5 separate regions of the Mus musculus genome follow, and all the other regions are linked to region 3. Evidence: chromatin contacts called from public HiChIP or PLAC-seq and promoter capture Hi-C data. All regions are on one chromosome and are shown on one strand. Each heading gives the region's core, a stretch centred on a gene start, on an enhancer-like site or on the middle of the called end of the contact. The rest is flanking DNA. Distances are from core to core; before and after follow the strand shown. Region 1 holds the start of Mllt10 (myeloid/lymphoid or mixed-lineage leukemia; translocated to, 10). Region 2 overlaps Etl4 (enhancer trap locus 4). Region 3 holds the start of 4921504E06Rik (RIKEN cDNA 4921504E06 gene). Region 4 overlaps Etl4 (enhancer trap locus 4). Region 5 holds the start of Dnajc1 (DnaJ heat shock protein family (Hsp40) member C1).

The links. Promoter capture Hi-C pulls out the DNA fragments that hold promoters and counts their contacts. HiChIP or PLAC-seq counts read pairs in DNA pulled down with a chosen protein or histone mark.
Region 1: a contact with region 3 is called in a promoter capture Hi-C map of pre-B cells, with 4 times the contacts expected there. The contact joins the promoter of Mllt10 here to the promoter of 4921504E06Rik in region 3. A contact is called at or near these places in 2 of 39 promoter capture datasets (hippocampal neurons and pre-B cells) and 1 of 9 other capture datasets (macrophages).
Region 2: a contact with region 3 is called in an H3K27ac HiChIP or PLAC-seq map of embryonic stem cells, with 5 times the contacts expected there. The contact joins the enhancer-like site here to the promoter of 4921504E06Rik in region 3. A contact is called at or near these places in 2 of 39 promoter capture datasets (the 3T3-L1 cell line and hippocampal neurons) and 3 of 115 datasets of contacts at active chromatin or transcription factors (astrocytes, cardiomyocytes and embryonic stem cells).
Region 4: a promoter capture Hi-C map of stem cell-derived epiblast-like cells shows a contact between it and region 3, with 4 times the contacts expected there. The contact joins the enhancer-like site here to the promoter of 4921504E06Rik in region 3. A contact is called at or near these places in 5 of 39 promoter capture datasets (the HPC-7 cell line, cranial neural crest, embryonic stem cells and 2 more) and 1 of 115 datasets of contacts at active chromatin or transcription factors (astrocytes).
Region 5: a promoter capture Hi-C map of pre-B cells shows a contact between it and region 3. The contact joins the promoter of Dnajc1 here to the promoter of 4921504E06Rik in region 3. A contact is called at or near these places in 3 of 39 promoter capture datasets (hippocampal neurons, liver and pre-B cells).

The regions. Positions count from the first base shown.
Region 1 is chr2:18,062,722-18,066,755 of GRCm38.p6, forward strand. It overlaps Mllt10 (myeloid/lymphoid or mixed-lineage leukemia; translocated to, 10), which reads left to right and starts at 1,864. Exons shown (of 23, transcript NM_001252560.1): 1 at 1,864-2,143; 2 at 2,314-2,473. The coding sequence starts at 2,314.
Region 2 is chr2:20,652,868-20,657,295 of GRCm38.p6, forward strand. All of the region lies in intron 3 of Etl4 (enhancer trap locus 4), which reads left to right. Among named protein-coding and RNA genes, the nearest start is that of Arhgap21, 310 kb to the right of the region's middle. RefSeq lists a cis regulatory region at 1-4,428. Within about 2 kb of position 2,219, at least 23 of the 459 cell types and tissues checked have an H3K27ac peak or open chromatin away from gene starts, as enhancers often do. A contact at or near this core is called in astrocytes and embryonic stem cells, where this site is marked.
Region 3 is chr2:19,552,019-19,556,165 of GRCm38.p6, forward strand. 4921504E06Rik (RIKEN cDNA 4921504E06 gene) reads right to left here and starts at 1,892. Exons shown (of 17, transcript NM_027600.4): 1 at 1,756-1,892. The coding sequence starts at 1,862.
Region 4 is chr2:20,777,321-20,781,486 of GRCm38.p6, forward strand. Etl4 (enhancer trap locus 4) reads left to right here. Exons shown (of 22, transcript NM_001081006.1): 11 at 706-881; 12 at 3,622-3,752. Among named protein-coding and RNA genes, the nearest start is that of Arhgap21, 190 kb to the right of the region's middle. Within about 2 kb of position 2,556, at least 18 of the 459 cell types and tissues checked have an H3K27ac peak or open chromatin away from gene starts, as enhancers often do. A contact at or near this core is called in embryonic stem cells and stem cell-derived epiblast-like cells, where this site is marked.
Region 5 is chr2:18,391,372-18,396,006 of GRCm38.p6, forward strand. It overlaps Dnajc1 (DnaJ heat shock protein family (Hsp40) member C1), which reads right to left and starts at 1,459. Exons shown (of 12, transcript NM_007869.3): 1 at 920-1,459. The coding sequence starts at 1,129.

The sequences.
Region 1 (4,034 bases), core at 614-3,113, 1.5 Mb before region 3:
GAATGAGGTAAGATTCTTACCCTTTTTTTTCATACAAATTAGTTCCATCTCAAGAACTAAGCTCCAATGTATTAAAAATAAAATGAAATGTATTTTTAAATTATTTAGTGCATAGGCTTGACTTCAGTGTTTGGGAAGTTCCACATTGATTTGCACCAAAATTAGTCTATATTATGAGGCAAAACAGGATTTAGACAATGAACTGACTTCCTTTGTATAAGGGTAAAGGTAAAATATTTGGTACAGTTAAAACAGTAAACTTCTGTTTGAAAGTTGCCCTAGCTTTGTACAAGTCATAGTTATGTTAAGAGCATCATTAGAGGTCCAGAAATTTATTACCATATCCTCCTAAAAATGTCATTTTACTAATCTGTAGTCACCATTTCTAAATGTATTAATATTAAAACAGAATCCTTAGTTTTGTGTCCCTTTGGACATATTGTCTTCCTATCACAAGCTTTGGTAAATCCCCCATTAGTTTGGATTTCACATAGCTTTTGAATATATCTGACCACAGATGCTTACATTGTGCTGTATCGATCACTATTCTTACAACTTTAGCAATTATTTTGAAATAGGAAAAGAACAGCCACATTACCCTTTTTGAACATTTTAAAACTTAATATATTTTCTGTGGAGTGCTTAGAACTTGGGGTGTTTTAGCATCATGTAAGTGTATTTTCCAGACCATATTATATTGTTAGTTTCTAATAAGCCCTTTGTACTTGTAATTAACCAAAAACCATGAAGTTGCCTTGGAACTGTTTGTCATTTAAATAGCCTATTCATAATTCCCATTTCATGCTAAAGTTTAATGAACGAACACTTTTTGCTTAAAATCAATATTGGGTGTACATGGAGAAAGGATTAGGGAAACATTTTTTTGGTAGCTTAAAAACTACTCAATATCTAGCTAATTAATCTGCTAACATTGGTCTAATCTAATCTATATTTTATTTGTGTATTGGGAGGAAGCTCTCATATTTCTCCAATTTAAATGACATCACATTTGAAAAGGTAAATTTGGAGAATCGAGCTAAGATTAGAGGAATCCTCAATCTAAACTGGGCACCACACTCTCAATGCTGTTAACCTTTGGTGACAGGCTAGAACGTGGGTTCCTTCCTCCTTTAGCTGCATTTTTCCAGATCAGACTATTACGTTGCTAACGCGACCAACCACTTGTATACCTACCAAGCTATAATGCAGTCTTGGGGCTCCCGCTCAGAATATAGCCCAAACACAGGCTTTTTGCCTGTCTGTGATGCACTTTCATTTGCCACGGGGGCCAAGAAGGTGCGTAAGTGGGCGGTAGATCTGGTAACACTTCCACTGGGTGAACTTTGGGAAGAATCCAGGACGTGAATTTAATGGGTGGCGAAGCTGCGACAGTACTGTGAAGTTAGCGCGGCCAACTGCAGGAAGCCATGCTTCATTACACCCTTCATGGAAGCTGGCACCCTCTCCCAACCATTGTTACCCGCGGGCCAGTTCTCGAGGCACAGGCCTTCAGGTAGGTTCCCGGCGCCACGAGACGCCCCCGGGGGCGCCTCTCAGCGACCCCGGCCCCCACCGCACCCCGCCCCGCCGCGGCCTCTTCCTCATGCGCGCCCGGGGCCCGCGAGGCGACGGCCGCCCAACGTCCCGGCCCTCGTGCGCCCCAGAGCCCTCCGGTAGACTCACTCCGGCCGCGCTGAGCAGCCGACTCCGCTCGTCCCCCACCTCCGCACACCTCGGCGCCGCCGAGCGGTGCGGGGGAGGGGAAAGCCTGGAGGTAGGCAGGGGCCAGGGGACGCGGCGGCGCGCACGCAGGCCTCGCCTCTCTGGGCCGCCTCCCTCACGCCGGCCGCAGGGCGGGCCGACGCGTACGCCGGGTGACGCTCGGAGGAGGAAGCGCAGCCCCTTCCCCTCCCTCGCCGCCCCGGGCCCAGCGGGAGCCCCCCAGTGCGCCTGTGCGGAGGCCTGCTTGATTATGTGTGCCCTCCTCGGGCGGCGGCGTTAGCGGCCGGGTGGAGGTGGGGAGGGAGGACGCCGCGGAGGAGGAGGAGGAGGAGGAGACGGTGGCGGGGAGGTGGGGGGAGTCAGCAAGGACATGGCTCCTGACTCCTGTGCGGAACGTGAGTGACTGAGCGGCAAAGCCCGAGTGAGCGAGCGGCCGAGCGGGCGGGAGGGAGGGCGGGCGGGCTGGCGGAGACCGGGCCGGGGTCGGTCGGTCGATCGGGCTGGCGGGAGGGCGGGCGCGAAGGGCTGCGTGTGGGGAGCTCTCGGTGGCTTGCTTGTGTTTGTTAATGGTCCCCCCCAACTCCCTCTTAGATGGTCTCTAGCGACCGGCCCGTGTCACTGGAGGACGAGGTCTCCCATAGTATGAAGGAAATGATTGGAGGCTGTTGCGTTTGCTCAGACGAGAGAGGCTGGGCCGAGAACCCGCTGGTTTATTGCGACGGGCACGGCTGCAGCGTCGCGGTGCATCAAGGTAAACACCCAACCGCCCGCCGGGCCGAACCGGCCCGCTCCCAACCGTCACGGCTCCCCTCCCCCGCCCGGCGGCAACTGCCACCGCCGCCCCTCCCCCGGCCCGCCCGCCGCCGCCGCCGCTCCGCCCCCGCCGCCGCCTCGCCCCGCCCCCCGCCCCGCCCGGCGCGCAGCCCGCGGGAGCCCGGCGTGGTCGCCGCGGGCTCGGGCTGTGCCCCGGCCTGTGGGAGAAAGTGCGTGTGGCCCGGGCTATCACGTGACTCCGCGCTCACTCAAGTGTCATTAGGTGGCCGCCGGCGTCGGGCCGCGTCCTGCGCAGGGTAGGGTGGGAGCGCGAGACCCGCGCTGGAGTCACGGTGACGGCGCGTGGTGGCTTTGGGAACCGGAGGCCTCCTCCCCCTCCCCTGCCTGCTCCCGGTCTGCCGCAGCGTTGTCAGGAGACTTCCTGTGGCCTGGGACAACCTGCCTCTGAGTAGAGGGAGAGAGAGAGAAGGTGGGCCCTGCCCGCTGCACCCAGAGCTCTCTGGCATGGACCCTGCTGTTGGGGGCCACTGGGTGCTTCTGCGAAGACACTGGAAGGTGTCCCTGAGGGAGTGTCTGGGCTGAGCCGACCTGGTCATGGACCCCAAGAAGTAGTGCTGGTGGTGCCCCAAGAGCCTTTGGAGGTTGAGTCTATTTTTAGATGTTCTCATGGGGTGAATGTTTTGGGTACCCCCTTAATCGCCCCTTCCCTCCCACTCCCCCACGGGGAACTCTTTAGCATGTTTTTCTGCTTATTGAAGACTGTCCCTTTCAAGTCGTTAGGGGATTGGGGGTTCAGGACGAAAGACTAGATAATGTTTTTTTGGGTGACTCACTGTGTAGTCTTAAACAGATCCACCCTTCCTATTCCTGAAGTTAAAACTGAGTGTTGGAAGGTTTTAATTTTTACTTTTTATTTTTTAAATGAGACAGGGTTTTCTCTGTAGCCTTCACTGTCCTGGAACTTGGCTCTATAGCCCATAAATGGCCTCAAAATTAAAGATCCTCCTGCCTCTGCCTCTGGAGTGTGTCCTACCTGGGAAGTTTTTGTTTTTTACATAGGAGCTTGCTGTGTAGCCCAGGCAGGGTGCAGACAAGCAACAATTCTGCCCCTCAAGTATGGGAAATGAAGGTGTGAGCCTAAAGGTTTTGCTTTTTTTGGGGGGGGGTAATGTAATGGGAGGGTCTTCCCAAAGGGGAGAGAGGTAAATGAAAACATTTTTGCTTTAATTTTAGTTTTCATTTTCTTGAGTCAGGGTATCATCAGCTCTTGCTGATCTCTCAATTATGTGTATCAGGCTGGACCTAGATTCAGAGATCTGACTGCTTCTACCTCCAGGGTGATAGGATAAGAGGCATGTACTCTCTATCATGTCTGGAATTTTTGAGAGAGTTTCACTTAGCCCTGGCTGACCTTGAACTCCCAGTACTAGAACTTGAGGCATGCACAGTATTCCTGGGTTATACTGTGCTGAGGATGATAAGCAAGCACTCTGCCATCTAACTGAGTCAAATCCTGTCCTCCAAAATTCATGCTTTAA
Region 2 (4,428 bases), core at 969-3,468, 1.1 Mb after region 3:
GAAATTGAGCATGTGGTAGTTATGATGGTGGTGGTTGGGAGGAGTGCATAAGAGGGTGGCTTTGGATGTGGGTGGGTGTGCAGTGTATGCTTGTAAGCAATAGCAAAAACTTTCTGAGATATTTGGAGAGGGTGTGGGCACCAACACAGAGGTAAGAAAGAGTTCCTAAGATACTGTCTGTGCCTTACACTGCAGTTGGACCTTTGCTACTAGGGGAAAAATAACCTGATTGGTTCCACAACAATTCAACTCATCTTTAGGGATTCCTCCCAAAGGCATGTGTGTGGGGTCCTAAGGGCTTTCACTGGGAGGCTTCCAAGGTGAGTCCTCTGCATAGATTGTATTCTATTCAGAATTTCAAAGCCTGCAATATGGTCCCTCTCCTTTCATCCCTGGAGTCAGACCAGTCCTCACAGACACCTTTAATCCCAAAGCTTTTCAAGTGCATTCTTGCCTCTGAATTCCAGGAGCAACTGAAGCTGAGAATTCCAACAGAGGCCAGTGAGGACTATGGAGCCACAGGGCTTGTTCAAGCCCTTGCATGTTTGTTATGCATACACTGCTTGTTTCAGATCCAGAATGAGGGATGCAGCAATTGACTACAGGCAGAAGCTAGTAAAGGGAGCTCTCACCAAAAGAGAAAGCACATTCACAAACATCAGTCCTGTGACTGGCTGGAAATCTCCAGTAGCTCCCTTCCTAACATGCTGTGTTTTAGAAAATTCTTCTTATATGATAAGGAAATACCTACTCATACTTCATGAGGCAAAAATGGTTTTTCTTTCTTTCTTTTATTAAATCTAAAAGAAACATTGTTGTTTCCCATTTTCCTGTAACTGAGAGGGTTGGACATCAAAAGACGAAACCAATACAAAATACGCTCTGTGGAGTTCATGTTTATAGCCTGGTATTCTTCACAGGCATATGTACCTGCTGCAGCATGCAGGTAATGCAACAGCATGCAGGTAAGGCAACACATTTGAAGATGACAGTGCCATGTTATATATGTCAAAACATTGCGCACCTCTGTTTCAAGGACAAGGATATACCTCTTTGTACCAGAGCTGACCTTGTCATCTGTCTGCTGCATCTGTAGAAAGGACTTGCATGGCAGGGGCAGAAGGCCCCACCCTTGCTCATGACCATAGTCGGGTTGTTGCACAGATGACTGTGATGGCTCTGGACAGGCTGTCTATGGGCATCGAGCAGTTGGCACGTCGGTCCCCTCATCCTTCTGATCCGACAATGAAATAGTGCACATGGGGAGGGGAGACTGAAAGAGAAGATGCAGTTGTACTTCGTTCCACTGCTGAATCATCGAGTTTCACTCCAGACCAAACATGGATGTTTTCACAGGTGAAAAATGTGAATAATGTCTGGGCACTCCCAGCAGAAGAGGGAGGAAAGCATTGATATACGAGCCTTGAAGAAACAGGGTATGGGCACAGTTTATCAGGGAAAAGTCATCAAAATAAATCCTAGAGAAAAACTAGTAACCTTGCTCCAAACAAGGGAGCGGAAATACTGACCTTTCAGAGCTCAAGGAGAGGTACTTGAAGAGTTGCTTAAACTCCCATTTTCTATATATGGGGCTGAAAGTACTGCATTGCTGGAAACCAGTCCTGTGTCCTGACTCTCAACATGAAACACCCAGGAAAACACCAAGCACTCCATCTTGAGTGGGTTTGTGCCTTCTTCTTGATTGGTAGCAGGGCTCTTTAGTCTTTGCCCATCTTTTAAAAAAAAAAAAAAAAAAGCTGGTTTATTTGCCTTCGCCACCATTTCTCTGAGTCTCTAGAGTTGAGACCATAGTGTCACAAGATTGGTCTATCCCATACTTCTTTTATATTTATATTGCAGTTCACGTGTCCATTGCCATGCCCAGTGTGCTCCCTCCCCCAGTCATCATCATGAGAATGGTGCTGAGGAACCCAAGGGGTCCAGGCTCTGATTTTTTTTTTTTTCTAAGAGTCACCGAGGTTGTGGGAAAAAGCAAGAAGCCATGCAAAGCTCTAGGCTGGCTGCTCTCAAAGGTCCTCTGGCTTTGGGTTCCGGAACTCAGCTGAGAATGGCAGATGCCTGGCCTGGAGGACAAGAATCCGGGCGGATGCATCCACCCGCGGTGGGTGTCTGTAAAGACAAAAGCCCAGGAGAAGTCTGGTGTTCATTACCAAGCTCTTTGTCTTCCTTTCCATCTCCAGTTACAAACTCAAAGACTTCTGATGTAAAGAAAAGGGTGGGACCTCCCCTGGGTCTTAGAAAGGGCTCTGTAAACTGAGCCTTGCTCAGACCCTTCCTAGTAACTAAATTTTCTTCTAAGATGTAGTGTTGCTGGACTGAGGGTGGGAGAGGAGAGCTAGAGCCTGTGCTTGACTCATTGCATGATAATACTTCGTTTGTTCCTAGCTCTACATGGCTCTCTTCAGTTCAAATGAGAATTTAGACTAGGGTGATTTGAAAGTTTCTCAAGTACAAGGTATCATGATTCAGCTGATTCAGGGAAGGAGATAATTAACAAGGCCCAGGAATGAGTCCTTCTGAATACATTTGTGTTGTGTTGCTGAGTGCTCTGTGGCAAACTGGGCATTCATTTGGACGACTGGAAAAGTTTATTAAGGCAATGTTGATTGTTCTTTTCAAAAACAGATTGTGATCTGAATACTTTGGCCAACCAGACTTCCCACTGTTCCTGGCAATTAGCATATCTTAGAAAGCTTAGTTTCTCGGGTTTGTTTTGCTGGACCTCAGCATTTTGGTTTAGAGTTTAAAAGGCCTGAAAATGAGAAAGAAAAAGCAGTCTTTGATGATTAATCTTTGATTTCCTTTCCTCTTTGGCTGTAGTATTTAAATGCAACAACATCGCGTGTGTGCACACACGCACACACACATGTACATGCACACACACACTCACACACACGTGCACACACACTAAGCACAAACCTGAAACCCTAGTAAAACATCTAGCTTGTGGTAGACGTTGGAGGATGTGATGAGAGGCAGGCACAGCATTCTCTAGAGGTAGTGCTGGAAAGAACTTCTAAGCATGTATATATGCTTATGTACATATGTATATACAGAGCAGGTACTGTATAGGCAATAGCATGTAAGATGTCTTAGCTATTCTTTTCTGCTGGGTAATAGTACCCTTTCTTCTTTGCATGATGTATTGCGTGATGTGTTTGAATAATATGTTGACTCCCCTTGCTGAAGAAGGAATTTTCAATAGGAACACATCAGCCAACTCTCATCCAGTAAAGGTTATATGTTGACCAATTCTTGGTAGAAAGTGACCCAGAGCCAGCATCTCTAAGTTCTGGTTAAGTAACTTAGCAGTGAGAAGCATATTCATAGCCTACATACTGGGCTTGGGGTCTGTCATCTGCTAGTTCATTGTACAAGGCTTAGGCACTGCTTCTGCAGCAGTAAGCACTCTTATGAAGCTACAGGGATGGCTAAGTGACATCACCACATACGAGTCATCGGGTCCAGGGCAATAGGAACCTGAGATGGTAGTCCCTTTCCCTCCACCTTCTCCTGTCATCAGGAAGAGATGATATCTGGACATGTAGTCAGAGAGCTGTAGATAAAGATTTGGGAGAGAGAGCCATAATTATCCCCTCACACCATCACCGCTCAGTGATACAAAGTCCTCCTTAAGGAAGAACACACTTTAGGAAAAGTAACTGGACTGGCTGGCATGACTACACACACCACCATGTTCTCATTTGTGTTTGCAGGATTGAGGCACTTGGTGAACTGGGAACTCTCTAAAAATCTGTAATTGAAATGCAGGGAGATCAGTGTCCTGGGACACCATGAAACAGCAAGGGAAATGCTTGAGTGGCCCAGAGAGTGTTCCCATCATTGCCTAGGGTTAAGGCTAGCCCTCAGTTCCACAGCCCTCAGAGGCAGCAGACCTGGACCATGAAAGGCCCAGAAAAGTCTTCATCTTAATCCAGAATCCTGCCAGTAGTCTGCCTCCCTTTTAGGGAACATTAAGTCCACCCCTCAACACACCGTGTGTTTACACATACATGTTTGTGAGCATATACACACGTGTTTATATACATGTGGAGGCCAGAAGTCAACATCAGATGTTTTCTTAAGTTGTTACTGACCTTGGTTTTTGTTGAGATAGGTTCTCTCACAGAACCTAAAGCTTGCCATTAAGTTAGCTGGGAAGCTACTGGACCCTCCTGCCCCTACATCCCATGTGCTAAGATGATGGACATCTACCACTGTGCCAGCTTTTACATGAGTGCTGGGGAACTGAACTCGGGTCCAAGTGCTTGCTTGTGATGAGAATACATTCCCAGCTGAGCCATCTCCCCATGCCCTATTCCTTTCCTATACTCATATATATATGACTAGTAAGGAGTGTGAGTTTGTTTTGTTTAGTTCTGGAGTTTAAAGCCAGGTCACACGCTT
Region 3 (4,147 bases), core at 642-3,141:
TCTGTTATAGCCACACTGGCCTCCTTGCTTTGCCTAAATCCAGAGTCCCTACTTTCACTACCTGTTCTCTCAGCAGGGAACATTTTGGCTCCAGATGCATGTGCCTGGTTCCTGCTGTTTCCTCTTAATGTCATCTCAGAGAAGCCTTTCCTGAGAGCCGTGGTGACTTGGGGGTGTGTACACATACACCAGTTTTCTGTGCTACCTTTGCTTCTGTTTCTTCTGTCACTTGTAAATGCTGTCTGACTCATTATGTGGTTACTGACTTAACTAGAATGTATCACTTCACCAAGGCTGACCTGAGTTTATGTGAACTACCTGGCCTAACCCAGCTAGATCAGATCCCTGGGTGTCAGCCAGTATCTAGCTTCTCCCATTCATATCAGAACTCCAACCTATTTCTCTAAGCCTTTGAGTGGAAAAAAAAATGTTATGGACATTAGTGGTTCCTTAGTTCAATCAACGTGTGCTAGTAGCAATTGGCAGAGATCAGTTTGCCCCATGAGTCTGGCTGGAATGTTCTGTTGGGTACTTATTCCACTGCAGAATGTCAAGGAATCCAGGAGAGAAAGGGGCTCTTAGGAACAGATTAGACACAGCATTCCACTGTTGTCTGCCAAGAGCTGCCTGTGATATGTGCTTTTGACAGTTTTATCAAAGGTCTGTGGGTACCCTGACTTGGTTTGGCCAGCAAACCTATTAATGACTAGTTGGGGTAGAGAAGTGGAGTTCAGCAGGACTGGGTACTGGTTCAGGCCCACCATTGGGCTGGTCTAGCTATAGTCAGTCCCTTCCCCTGCTCCCTGTCCTGTCCCTGCTCCCTCTTCTCTCTCTCTTCCCCAGTGTGGGGTTTGCCTGGAATCAATAGCCTGGCTCCCTGAGGTCTCTACTTAAGGAATGGCATCACGTGGCAGTTAATCTAAGGCTATGTGCTTACTGCTTTGAAAGAGTGTTTTAAGAAAAAAAAATTCCCCATAAATGTTGACTCTACATTATCCAAATAAAAAAAGGGCTGAAGCCAAATGAGAGAGAGAGAGAGAGAGAGAGAGAGAGAGAGAGAGAGAGAGAACCTAAGGACCATGAAATAATGATTCCATTGACTGCCTGGCAAAGGCATATGGCTTGTTGTCTTTATATATTTGGCGGTGCTCCAGTTCTAGGAAAATCCATGTCAACGTCCTATTTTCCAAAAATGATGGCCTCCGGAGGTGAGATCAAGAGAGATGAATAGGTAATGAAGTGGGAGCCTCATAAATGGGGCTGTTCCCTTAAAAAGAGCCCAGGTGGAGGATAGAGAGTGGAGAAGTCAGGAGATGGCTCCCCCGCTGATCCCACTAGGGGAGGATGCAGTAAGAACGGGTTGCTTACAAGAAAGGACCGTCAGACATCAAATCAGTGCCCAGTTCTTGGACTCCAAGCCTCCAGAATCTCAAAAGAAATCTGTGTTTAAATCGGGAGTCTATGGGATCTTCTTTAAGCAACCTCATACCATTTCTGTATGGCTCTTTTCTAGACTGTACCTCGGTGAAATATTTAACAGGCCCTGTGGTCTATGGAGTAGGCACAATTAGCTACTGTCCTGTTTCCCAGATGAGCTAATAAGAGGCATAGGACCCGGTGAGAAGTCAGACGAAATTAGAACCCAGACCTGAGTCTGAGCTTTTAGCCTGTGGTTTACTTAAGAAATCAAAGGCGACGAGGCTGTGGAGAACAGGTGACCAGCTCTGAAGCGCGTGCAAGTAGCGGGCAGGTCACCTGGAATGGAATTTGAATTGCTCAATAGCCCCCTCGAGGGTCTGGAGAATCTTCCTGCATCCACGTGTCTTCGTCCATTCTTCAGTCTCAGTCTCAGCCTCCGCCATGCTCCCAACTGCTCGCTTGGAGTTCAGAGAATCTGAGTCCCAAAGCCAGAGTCCGTTGCCATGGCGACTCCCAGAGAAACCGGAGACCGGGGTGGGGGTGGGGTTGGAGGGGTGAGGATCAGGGGCGGGGCGGAGAGCGGGCGGGGGTGGAGTGGGTGAGGTGTAGGGCGGGCTCCGGAAGTGCTCCTCTGTCTCGCCAGGCCACCTGCCCCACCAGACATAAGCCTTGCGACAAAGAGCCTTCTCGGACGCCCACAAGCCAACCCGTTCCTAAATGTCTCTAGGCAAAGCTGCACCCTGTAAATAACTCTGCTGCGGCCCACTACGCCTCCGGACCCTTTCTGCTTCCTTCTCCTCCAAGGCTCTGAGCTCAGCCTCCTTTCTGGTTGGACTCTGCATTTGGGAAACTGAAGTTTCCTACGTCAACGCTCCTCCCACGTGCCTGTCAGATCTGCAGCTTGCTTGGCTCTCTCTTTTGCTTGGCCTCCTACCAAGTGTCACTCACTCTCTGCGGAGATGGAAACTAGTGACCCCATCCAATAGCTATCTCACGATATAAAGAGGCCTGGGCTTGTCAGCAATACCACAGGAGAGCAGGTGGCCTGATAAAATACTGACACCTGTCACTTGAATACACACACACACACACACACACACACACACACACACACACACACACAGGAGTGTTGCTGAGTGAAGATTTTCTTTGCAGAGATTAAACAGGCCTACATCCTTATTTAACATAAAGGACAGAATGTAAGGCATGGCATTTTACACAATATCGTGTAGTGGAATTCAATTCACTATCTACCATTATTAAGAGAAGCTATTTTAAGCGGTAAAACTACCATTTATTCTTAACTGTGTGCCAATTATTGACAAGGGACCTAAGCTTGGGGTATCATCGCTTTTAGAACTAAGTATTTTTCATCTTCATTTCACTATATTGTCTGTAAGGATATATTTATATTTATGTATATATATATATATGAATGTGTGTGTATGATGCATATGATATATGTGTATGTGTAGAGTGTATGTGTATATATATATGTGTATATGTATACTGACTCTCTCTCTCTCTATATATATATATGTATATATATATATATTCCTAATTAGCTGGATATTAGGAGTAGGAAACAGGGAAAGAAATTCACTGTAGCGATCACTGTCTTTAAACATTTAAGGCTATTATGTGCCTGCATACAGTGCCCTGGGAGATGAGAAGAAGGAAATGGAGCTGGAGTTTCACATGGTTCTTATCTGACTTGTGGTGACTGGGAACCATATTCCCTAGCCTTCTGTAAGAGCAACAATTGAAGGCATTTGTTGATCAGGCTGCATAATTACACCATCCCCCAGAAACAAGAAGCACACATACATTTTTATTGGAGCCTTGCAACAGCCCATCCAGGAGATTCCAGTTTCAGCATCCAGGGCATTAAGGAAAGAGGACCACAAGTTTGAAACTAACAACGTGACATTTCTTTTCTTGTCAGCCACCTGTGTTTTATCTCTGAGTGTTCTAGCTCAAATCACTGTTCATGTCAGACCAACATCCCACCTACCCCAAGGAGTCCTGGCACTGTCAGAGTCTTTGTCAGATTGAAGCCAGTCTTCTTTCATCAGATGTAGAAATCATTGGTGGCTTTTAGTGGAGAAGGCTCATGGACTCAAAGATAGACATTAAAAATGTGTTAATTCACTTTTGAATATTGGTCTCATTTATTTATAATTATCAAGATTCTGTTTTTATTTTTTTATTACAATAAGCAAACACTGAACAACAAACCTTGCTCTTACATTTTTGGTTGTAAACCTAGCCTTTAACGGCTGAGCCATCTCTCCAGCCCAATAAATCTTTCTTAACAGGCATAAACTGCAATGTGGGAAGAGCTCAAAGCCCTTATAATACACAGACTCCAGCCAGCCTATTAAAAGAGTGTCTTCCTTTTTCCCAAACCACCCCTGAGCAATGTAACTGCAGCATCCAAAGTTTCCAGCTTTCTAAAAGTTGAACAGCTCAAAAGCTAGAACAACCCTTCTCTTTCTCAGTCCACAGGATGGATGGCACAACTTGTGCACATGAGTATATAAATACACCATGGCTTCCTATGAAAATGTCACCTGCCAATTAGCAAGAATGATTGCACCGCAGATTAAGTAGCAGGAGGCTTTGATTAAGAGCCAAGTGGTGGCTCTGAACGTTGTAATTTATATAACCCAGTTGGACATTTTCAGTTCTGTAACTCTAGTAAAAGCCAAGAGGTTTCAGCTTAGGT
Region 4 (4,166 bases), core at 1,306-3,805, 1.2 Mb after region 3:
CTTTGTCAAATCCAGTGAAATTAGTCAATTCCCAAGAGCCTTTGTCTCATCTGGACTCATTATTGCCCCATCAATGTGTAGTGCCACATGGTAAGGAGCTGTGATTCTACACTGTTGAGACATGAAGCCAAACAAATCAGAGAGCTCAGATTCGCTTTTTGAAGACATTCTGAAAAATTCCTGTCAACCCAATGGTTGTTGAGGATCTACAAGAACCTCAGAGTAGCTCTGCCAAGGAGAGCAGATTCTACATCAGGAGAGAAACGCGAAACGGAGAGCAAGAAAGCCTATCCAAGTGTCTGGGGGGAGACAAGGACTGAAGGCCTGGTTGATCACTGGGCTTTCAATGCTAGTACTCTTGACTCCTCTCTATAAAATCGTCTGTGAGAGTTTGTGGTGTGTTTGTGTGTGTGTGTGTGTGTGTGTGTGTGTGTGTGTAACAGCAGCCAAAGACTAGAAAAAACTCTACCTTTTTTATAGGCACAGAAGTTCAGCTGTCAGTTGCCTGATAAAACTTAGCCGTTCTCTGAGGAAGCAATCCTGTATACAGTCCTGTATACAGTCCTTGCTCTCTTCTCTTTCTTACTGAAATAAAGATTCAGCTGTGGGTTTTCTCTGTGCCCACTTCTGAAGACTGCAGGGCATTCAGGCTTCATGATAGCAGACAGATGAAGCCAATGGAGGCTGATTTCTTTTGTTCAACAGCTGCAGAACCAGGAGATTCTGAGGGCGATGATGAAGAAGGCTGAGCTGGAAATCAGTAACAAAGTGAAGGAGACCATGAAGAGACTAGAGGATCCGGTACAGCGTCAGCGCACCCTGGTGGAGCAAGAGAGACAGAAGTACCTCCACGAAGAAGAGCGGATTGTCAAAAAGTTATGGTGAGTCACCCTGAAGAGAAAAACTGTCTTTGTTCACAGGGTGACCTTCTTAGCTGGTATTTCTCTCCCTCTCTTTAATGAGCACCTATTGTGTAAGCTAGAGATCTGCTGAGCCTGGTATCTTTGTCCCAACTGTCCCTCCTTTAAGGTCTGGGAAACTCAGCAGGCCCCATGACAGTATATCTCTGGGCCAGGAAAATGTGGGGCATCCTTAGAAAACCACAGGGTTGGGGATTGGCAGGAGAATTGGGTCCATGGTCCTAATCACATCTCACAGTTGAACGGTATCATTCTCCTTGGCTTGGTGTCTTCTATGGGTCATACTCCTGCTTTGGAGACCTGCTTGGTACCTGTCTAGGCTGTGCTTGCAAAGACTGTAAGATCATGGGAGCCCACAATAGACCCTGAAAACCAACTCTAGAAAGTTGTCTTCTGCCTTCTGCATGCACAGTCACACAACACTAATTTAAAAGTTATGGAATACATATATATCTCCTTAATATTATCATATCTGTTTCTTATACCTTAAACAGACATAGACTAGGGTAACTGGGTGGATCCGTATGACAGGAGAGCGAGCTTAGGTAAGATATTCTAGAACCTGGCTCAGGGCTACTGAGAAGTAACGCCTGCTCTTTGCTGGCCCTTCTCTGTCCCTTTCCCTTCCTTCTAAATTCCAGAAAAGAAATACTCTGGTAGAACTGTTAGGCTTGGGTCCTCTGAACATGAGGACAGAGGAGTGAAAGTGGGGATTAAAGAACAGAAAAAAAAAATGAGTCAATATCTTTCATGGTTTTCTACTTGGAAATAACAGCTTCTAATAAGAGTCAGACTAAGTTCAGTTTAACAAACAATGGGCTTCTTTTCAACAAAGGCAGAATAAAAAGCAGCTTAAGGCCATGCTGAAATCTGGAGGCCCCATGAATGTCTGACGTCTTCTTGAGCAAAGCCTACCTATTTCAAAAGCCCATTGATGACTTTCAAAAGGCCGTCTGCACTCATTTTCAGCAGCACTGTCTCTTTTTCAATCTCTGAATTAATAAAAGTGGCCTTCAGAGCTCGAAATAGGAATCACAAGCACATGAATTGGCAGAATAATGGTGTCAGAGGTTCCCTGCTGCCCGTCAAAGGGGAGCAGAGTTTGGGGAACTTTGGGTTGCAGGGATATGATGCGCAGGAGGCAGACTGGGTAAGAGAAACTAAAATAGGAGTTTATCTGGATGGAGTGGCTTTGGGTCATGGAACATCTCCTTGGAGGAGTATTTGCATATTGACCAGTTTGTGGGTGGTTGAAGGAACTGGGGGCCCTGGAGTCTTAGCTTGGAAGGGCTTCATCAAAGCCTGAAAGAATGCAGGAGACTGCTTGGTCTACCAGGGAACCTCCCTCACCAATGGACCATTTAGAGGTCTGACAAGGATTGGCCCAGCTCCACCCCAAGGAGCAGCAGCTGCATGTGCCCTGTAGGTATGCTCACCTAACACCAGGTGTGTTTAACAGATGCAGACCCTAACGGGGCATCCTTTCATCAGAGATTTCTGTATCAGAATGGCTGGCATCACCAAATACTTCATCCCCCTGCTCAGAAGAGGTCAGATGTGTCACGTGTGACTTCATCCTTGTTGAATGTATGTCCTGCCCTGCTGGACTCCCTCCTGTGGCTGCATTAGCTCCTTTCTACTCACTCACCTAGAGGAAAGGGCCCATGTCTTGTGAGGCCATCCTCTCCTCCACTAAGGCGCCAGGAAGTACAGCCGCCATTCACTTACTGCCACCTAGTGGTCTTGCATTTCTTAGCACCCTCGTCCTTTAAGAGCTTTCTCTTGAATTTGCAGGCAACTTGAAAGGATACAAACACATCTGGGCAAATTGTTTTTGTTGTTTCAAGTGGAAGAATATAACTTGGCTGTGTTGGAGTTGATATCTGTTCTCTCTCTCCATCCCAACCCCTCCATCCGTCCCTCCCTCCCTCCAGAAATCAGATCTCTAAGTTCTTAGTTGTGAGAGAAGAGAGACAGTCATTAATGATGGGACAGTCAGGTACACTAGAGAGAGGCTATCCATTAGGGGATTTTGAGGGCAGTTTTGCTCTCTCTTTCCCAGGGATATTTGACCATGTCAAGGGACATTCACATGTGTCACAAATTATTGGAATTTGTGATTGCTTGCTACTGCTACTCAGCAGGAAGGGGCCAAGGATGCACATCCTTCATTGTGTAAGACAGCCCTGCACTAAAAATGAAGCTATATGGTTCAAAATGTCAGGTACTAAAATTGAGAAACCTGGTTGTCTAAAGTGAGCTAACACACTTCACTGTAGTACTGGTTCATACCCCCCTCTTAGGCTACCCCCAGCCCCCATCTTCTGCCTCCATCCTAATCTATCAGGACTCTCTCCCCTCTGTCTTTCTCTCCCTCCATTCCTGGTCACCAAGTGTGCACATTGTTCTCTTGGCTGGCATGAATACAACTGAAAGTTAAGAATGTATCAAGTGCCCACTCCACCCCCACCCGGGACCAATCTGAACCACAAATGACAGACACGGGAGAGCTCTCCCGTTGCTACCTTACATAGCCATGCAATATTGCAAAGCAAACTACTATCGACTGTGCTCCCACCTCCTCCTTGGAAGCTTAAGATAGGGCTGGGACACAGCAGAAAATGGGAGAGCCCCTGCTCCTGCACGTGTCCTTTCTGAGACCCTCCATGCTCAGTTCCATCTGCTCTCTGCCTCCCCACAGTGAGCTGGAGGACTTTGTTGAGGACTTGAAGAAGGACTCTTCCTCCACTGGCAGAGTGGTGACCCTGAAAGATGTGGAAGATGGGGCTTTCCTCCTGCGACAAGTGGGAGAAGCTGTGGCCACTCTCAAAGGTGAGCCTTCCACTGGAAGTGTGTTGCTTGGAATGTTTATGAAGCTTTCAGCTGGGCGGTGGTGGCGCACACCTTTAATCCCACCAATTGGGAGGCAGAGGCAGGCGGATTTCTGAGTTTAAGGCCAGCCTAGTCTACAGAGTGAGTTCCAGGACAGCCAGGGCTACACAGAGAAAAACCTGTCTCGAAAAACCAAAAAAAAAAAAAAAAAAAAAAAAAAAAATCAAAAACCAAAAAAACCGAAGAAGCTTTCAAATCTGGACCTACCATCCCATCCTACTTGGGAGGCTGAGGCAGGAGGATCCCTTAAAGTCAGTTGAGACCAGATTAGGGAAACAGTAATACTTTGTTTCAAATAGACATGTAAATAAATAAACAATCCTTCAAACAGTAAAAGATTCATTCAAGACTTCT
Region 5 (4,635 bases), core at 209-2,708, 1.2 Mb before region 3:
AATTAAATTTCTGTTTAACAGTTCAATTCATTTCCTTTGAAAGTTTCCTATTTCATAACTTATAGGAAGAGGTACATTTCTTAGCTAATTCTGTTAAGTGTGCCTTTTTGCTGCTGCTGTTGTTTTTGCTTCACAACTTACATCTTGTGTGAAGGACTCAATCATAGCTTGTGGAAGTCTCTCTCATTCCATGATCATGAAGTTATTATTAGTTATTAACATGTCTTCTTTTTTCTGTTCATTGTTTGAGGTAGTCTGAATAAATACCCTCACTCAATCACTTTCAAGTAGAAATAAAAGGGAACAAGAGATTTTACAAGTTAAAGACCCAAGTTAAAACCTGAAATGAAATCAATGGAGAGGCAAGGACGTATACACAAGACTATCCTGACCTCCTCTTTCAACAGCACTCCAAACACCTCAAACCCTGAAAGTGTCACAACTTCTCTAATGAGTTCTAGGACCAAGCGGGAGGAGGCTTCAAATTTTTCCAGATTTCTAACTGCTACACAAACACTAATAGCAGGCTTTAACGATTACAAAATACAGTGCAAGAAAACTGCTAACAGACGCTGGGCAAAATGTATTTCAGTCTTCCCAGAAAGGACGAGGGAGAGGGAGGCAGTTGGAGTAAACATATGTTTAAGTGGGAAGATGACAATTTGGGGTGATACATGGTTACTGTGTCACACTTGAGTGTTAAAAATCGGTCTGCCTACATCTCTCTTCCTTCTTCCTTCAGCACAGCTCGCGGGGTGGGGGAAGGATGGTCTCCAGAAAGCCAAAGAAAAGGTAGTTGCACCGTCCAGCCTAACACTCAGATCAGAAGTTCCGAAGTTGGGCCGACAGTGAGGAACTGGGAAGAGATGGCGGTCAAGTGGACCGGGCTGGGTGAGGAGGTCCGGCCCGCCGCGCTTACCTGCTGCACCCCGAGGAACTCGTAGAAGTTCAACTGCACCTCTTCCACCAAGTCGAACAACTCCAGGTCTCCGCTCTCCCAGGCGCGCACTGGCCGCACGGCTGCCAGCAGGAACAGCAGCAGCAGCCACAGCGGCCGCACCGAGGATGACTCCAACCCGGAGCGCCGGCGCTGGGGAAGTCGCGCGGATCCGAAGCCGGGAACCCACATCGCGCTGGGCTCAAAGAGGTCGGTCGGCAGGCAGCCACGCCGTGCGCCGGCAGAGAGCGGAGACGTGGCGGGTGGCGCGGGCGGTGCGGACGGCGCCTGTCAGTCAGGAGCGCGGGCAGCCGCCCGGAAGCGACCAACCAGGCTGCCGGCTCGAGGGAAGCACTAACTGCCGCGGAGCCGGCGGCTGGGGAGCGGAGACCGGCCGCAGCCCGCTCTCCCTCTCTAGACCCTCGCCCCGGCCTAGGAACAGCTGGAGAGCCAGCGCTGGCACCCAAGCGGCCGTGTGGGAGAGGTTTCCCCAGGCCTCAGCCTATCCCAGGCCTCGCTTCCGGTGACATCACGTCTCCTAGCAACTGTGGGGCGGGGGCGGGGCCGGAAGTAGGAACGCCAGGCGCTCTGGATTCTGGCCTCAGAGAACAGCTTTCCGTGGCTGGCTTGTAGAGCAGCTGCACGTGTGTCAGCGCTGGCTAAAAGAGGTGAATAATCAACAATCGCGGACCTCCTGGGCCAAGAACGCCTATCTGTAGGTTTTCTTCCCCATGCCTTCTACCTTGCCTTCCTAAGTATTGATATTAAAAGCATATTGGAGGGTCGATGTATTTTATTGCTTAGGGGCTTCTGTTCATGTGCATTTTGTTATTTGATCAGTAAAGGTAGGATGAATTGAACAATGCCTAAAACACACAGATCCACCCCATTGTGGTTTTGGAAGGTGGGGGCACAAAAAGGAATTTAACCAAGAAAAAAATTATACTTCTAAATATGAATTAAGATTTGCGGATATAGTCCATGCAAATAAGCAGCCTCTAATTTCCAGGAGATCTGAAGCCCCCTTCTGGCCTTTGTAGGATCCTGCACACACCTAATACACATAAATTCAAGAAAGCAAACACACATACATATAAATAAAATTTAAAATATTCTTTTAAGTCTGAAGTTTATTTCCTTAAAGTAAAACTAATCTTGGACCTAGTATTGACTTTTGATTAAGACCACTTCTTCCTCTTGCAGAGGACCTGAGTTCTGTTCCCGGTACCCATATTGGAGTGGTTCACAACTGCCTGTAATTCTAGCTGCAGTGATCCAGTACTCACCTCAAGCTTCCACAGGCACCTGTGCATGTGCACATACACATAGGCAGGCACATACATGTACATACAAGACCCATCATCTTTACCAAGTCCCTACATTAAAGCAAATGTTTGTTTATTCAATGAGTGAAACTGTCAGAAAATATGGCAACAACAAATTTTGTTTACCCAATGTCCATCCTTTCCATATTTGATCATATTATTGAATACTGTGTTATTTGAAAGTGGTGTGATCTTGCCACAACTGCAAACGTGTTAGTATGAGCTCTTAGCAGACAGTCCTGTATTTCTGTCTTGAACTCTGTGTTGTCCAAGAACTCTAAGGACTTACTCCATTTTCAGGGGACTTATCACTTTCTAAGGCCAGGCTGATACAGAAGTCGAGTTGCCTCTACTTTATTCTCTGAGACAATTTTCTTACTACAATTCAAATTTGTCATTTCCACATTAACTGTTGTGCTGCAGGAGGTAACACAATTGAATAAATCCTTTGTCAATGTCTGGGCTAAGGGCAGTTATCAGCTGTTTTCTTCCCTGGTGGCATTTACTGATCCTAGGTATGGAGTGATTCGCTTTGGTCTGCTCAGAGGGACTTTACACAGATAAAAAGAAAGCAACGAAATCTTTACTTTGAATTGTATGATGGACTAAGGTACAAAGAAGCCCCAAACATACAGTCAGCCGTCCCACAAGACGCCCGCTGAATATCGCTTGAGGTTGAGGAACTGTGCTCACTGGTCATAAGATTTGTGATAGCTATGCCCAGTTGTCAACTCCACTATAACTGGAGTAAACTACAATCCAGAAATGGAGGGCACAGCAGACACAAGCTTTTGATCTAGCGCTTCAGGCTGGAAGACACACATTTTTAATACAGATCTCGAGGCACCCTTTAATCTGCGCCATACTTTCTGCTGGAGGATTACATAAGAACAAAGGAAAAAGGAAAGGTTCACTCCTCTTTGCCTGCTTGCATTCACTTTGCCAGCACATCTGTTGGAATCTACTTCTTCAGGATTCCAGCTTATACAGAAGACCAGCTGAACTACTTAACATTGTGGGACTGAGCAACTACTGCAGATTATAAGTCACTCCAGTGTATTCTCTTTAGATAGATAGATAGATAGATAGATAGATAGATAGATAGATTCTCTTTAGATAGATAGATAGATAGATAGACAGACAGACAGATAGACAGATAGATAGACTTAGAGAGAGAGAGAATTTAGTCTATACGTTTTGTGATTCTAGAGAGCTCTGACTAATACACGGCTGTAAGTCTATATAAGGCTACCTAAAGGGAACGCCTACTTTAAATACATGGGCGTTATTCTTCACACTCAAGACCATGGCAGTTACTTCTGAAGTTACACAAAGAAGATCTCTAGGGCCAAGAGGATGAATGCTTTTCTGGTTCTTGCTCAAAATTTCAGACGAATCATGAAGAGAAAAAAAGAAAAACAGAAGTTGATTGAATCTTAATAACTCTGCATCCCAGTCACAATCCTACTCTTCTGTGATTATGTAGAAGATATCAGAAACTTACCCAACTTGTCTAATTTCTGTTTTAGTGGAAAATAAGCTATGGAATATAGTCTATGGAAATTTTGTGTAAAACTCTGGGATATGTGGTTGTTTTTAAGTGTAAGACATAACAAGAATAGGAAGTTTTGGCCAATGATAAAGAAGAAGAAAGATTAGAGAATCCCATAGATAAACCAGATGTTAAAGCTCAGATAAGATATTTGAAATGACTTATTACAAAATAAAGCAAAAGGTCATAAGATGGAGGAGGGGAAGGTGGGTAAAATATATAACAAGGTACAGAATTTTAACAGAATCAGTGGGAAAAATCTTGAAAAATACAATATATGAAATCAAGAACACAGTAAAAGAGTTAAACTGAAGACTAGACATAGTAGAACAGAAATTAGCGGATTTGGGGAAAGATCAAGACGATAAAAATACCCAAAGTGAAAGAAAAAGAATGGAGGAAGAACAGAATTTAAAAGGCAAGTTTGTAAAGAATAAACCTAGCATATGTATAACAAACCTCAAAACAATGAAGAAAGATACTCTGGAGCAGAAGTGACATTTGAAGGAATAGTCCGTTTTACAGAAGTGATGACAGACATAAAGCCACAGAAGCAAAACGACACTCAAAATGAATCACAGATCTAAATGGAAATGTTGAAATTTTAAATTCTTGGAAGCAAAATTCCAAGTGACCTATTGGCTATTAGTAACCTTTAGCCAATGATTCCTTAGATATGGCACCAATTGCATACATGCTAACAGAAAAGATAAATTACACAGAAATAATTACTTTTATGTTACAATAATATCACAAAAATTTAATAGCTGGAATAAATCCTAACTAAACTCTAAATATTTGTCCTTATACCAAGAGATAAC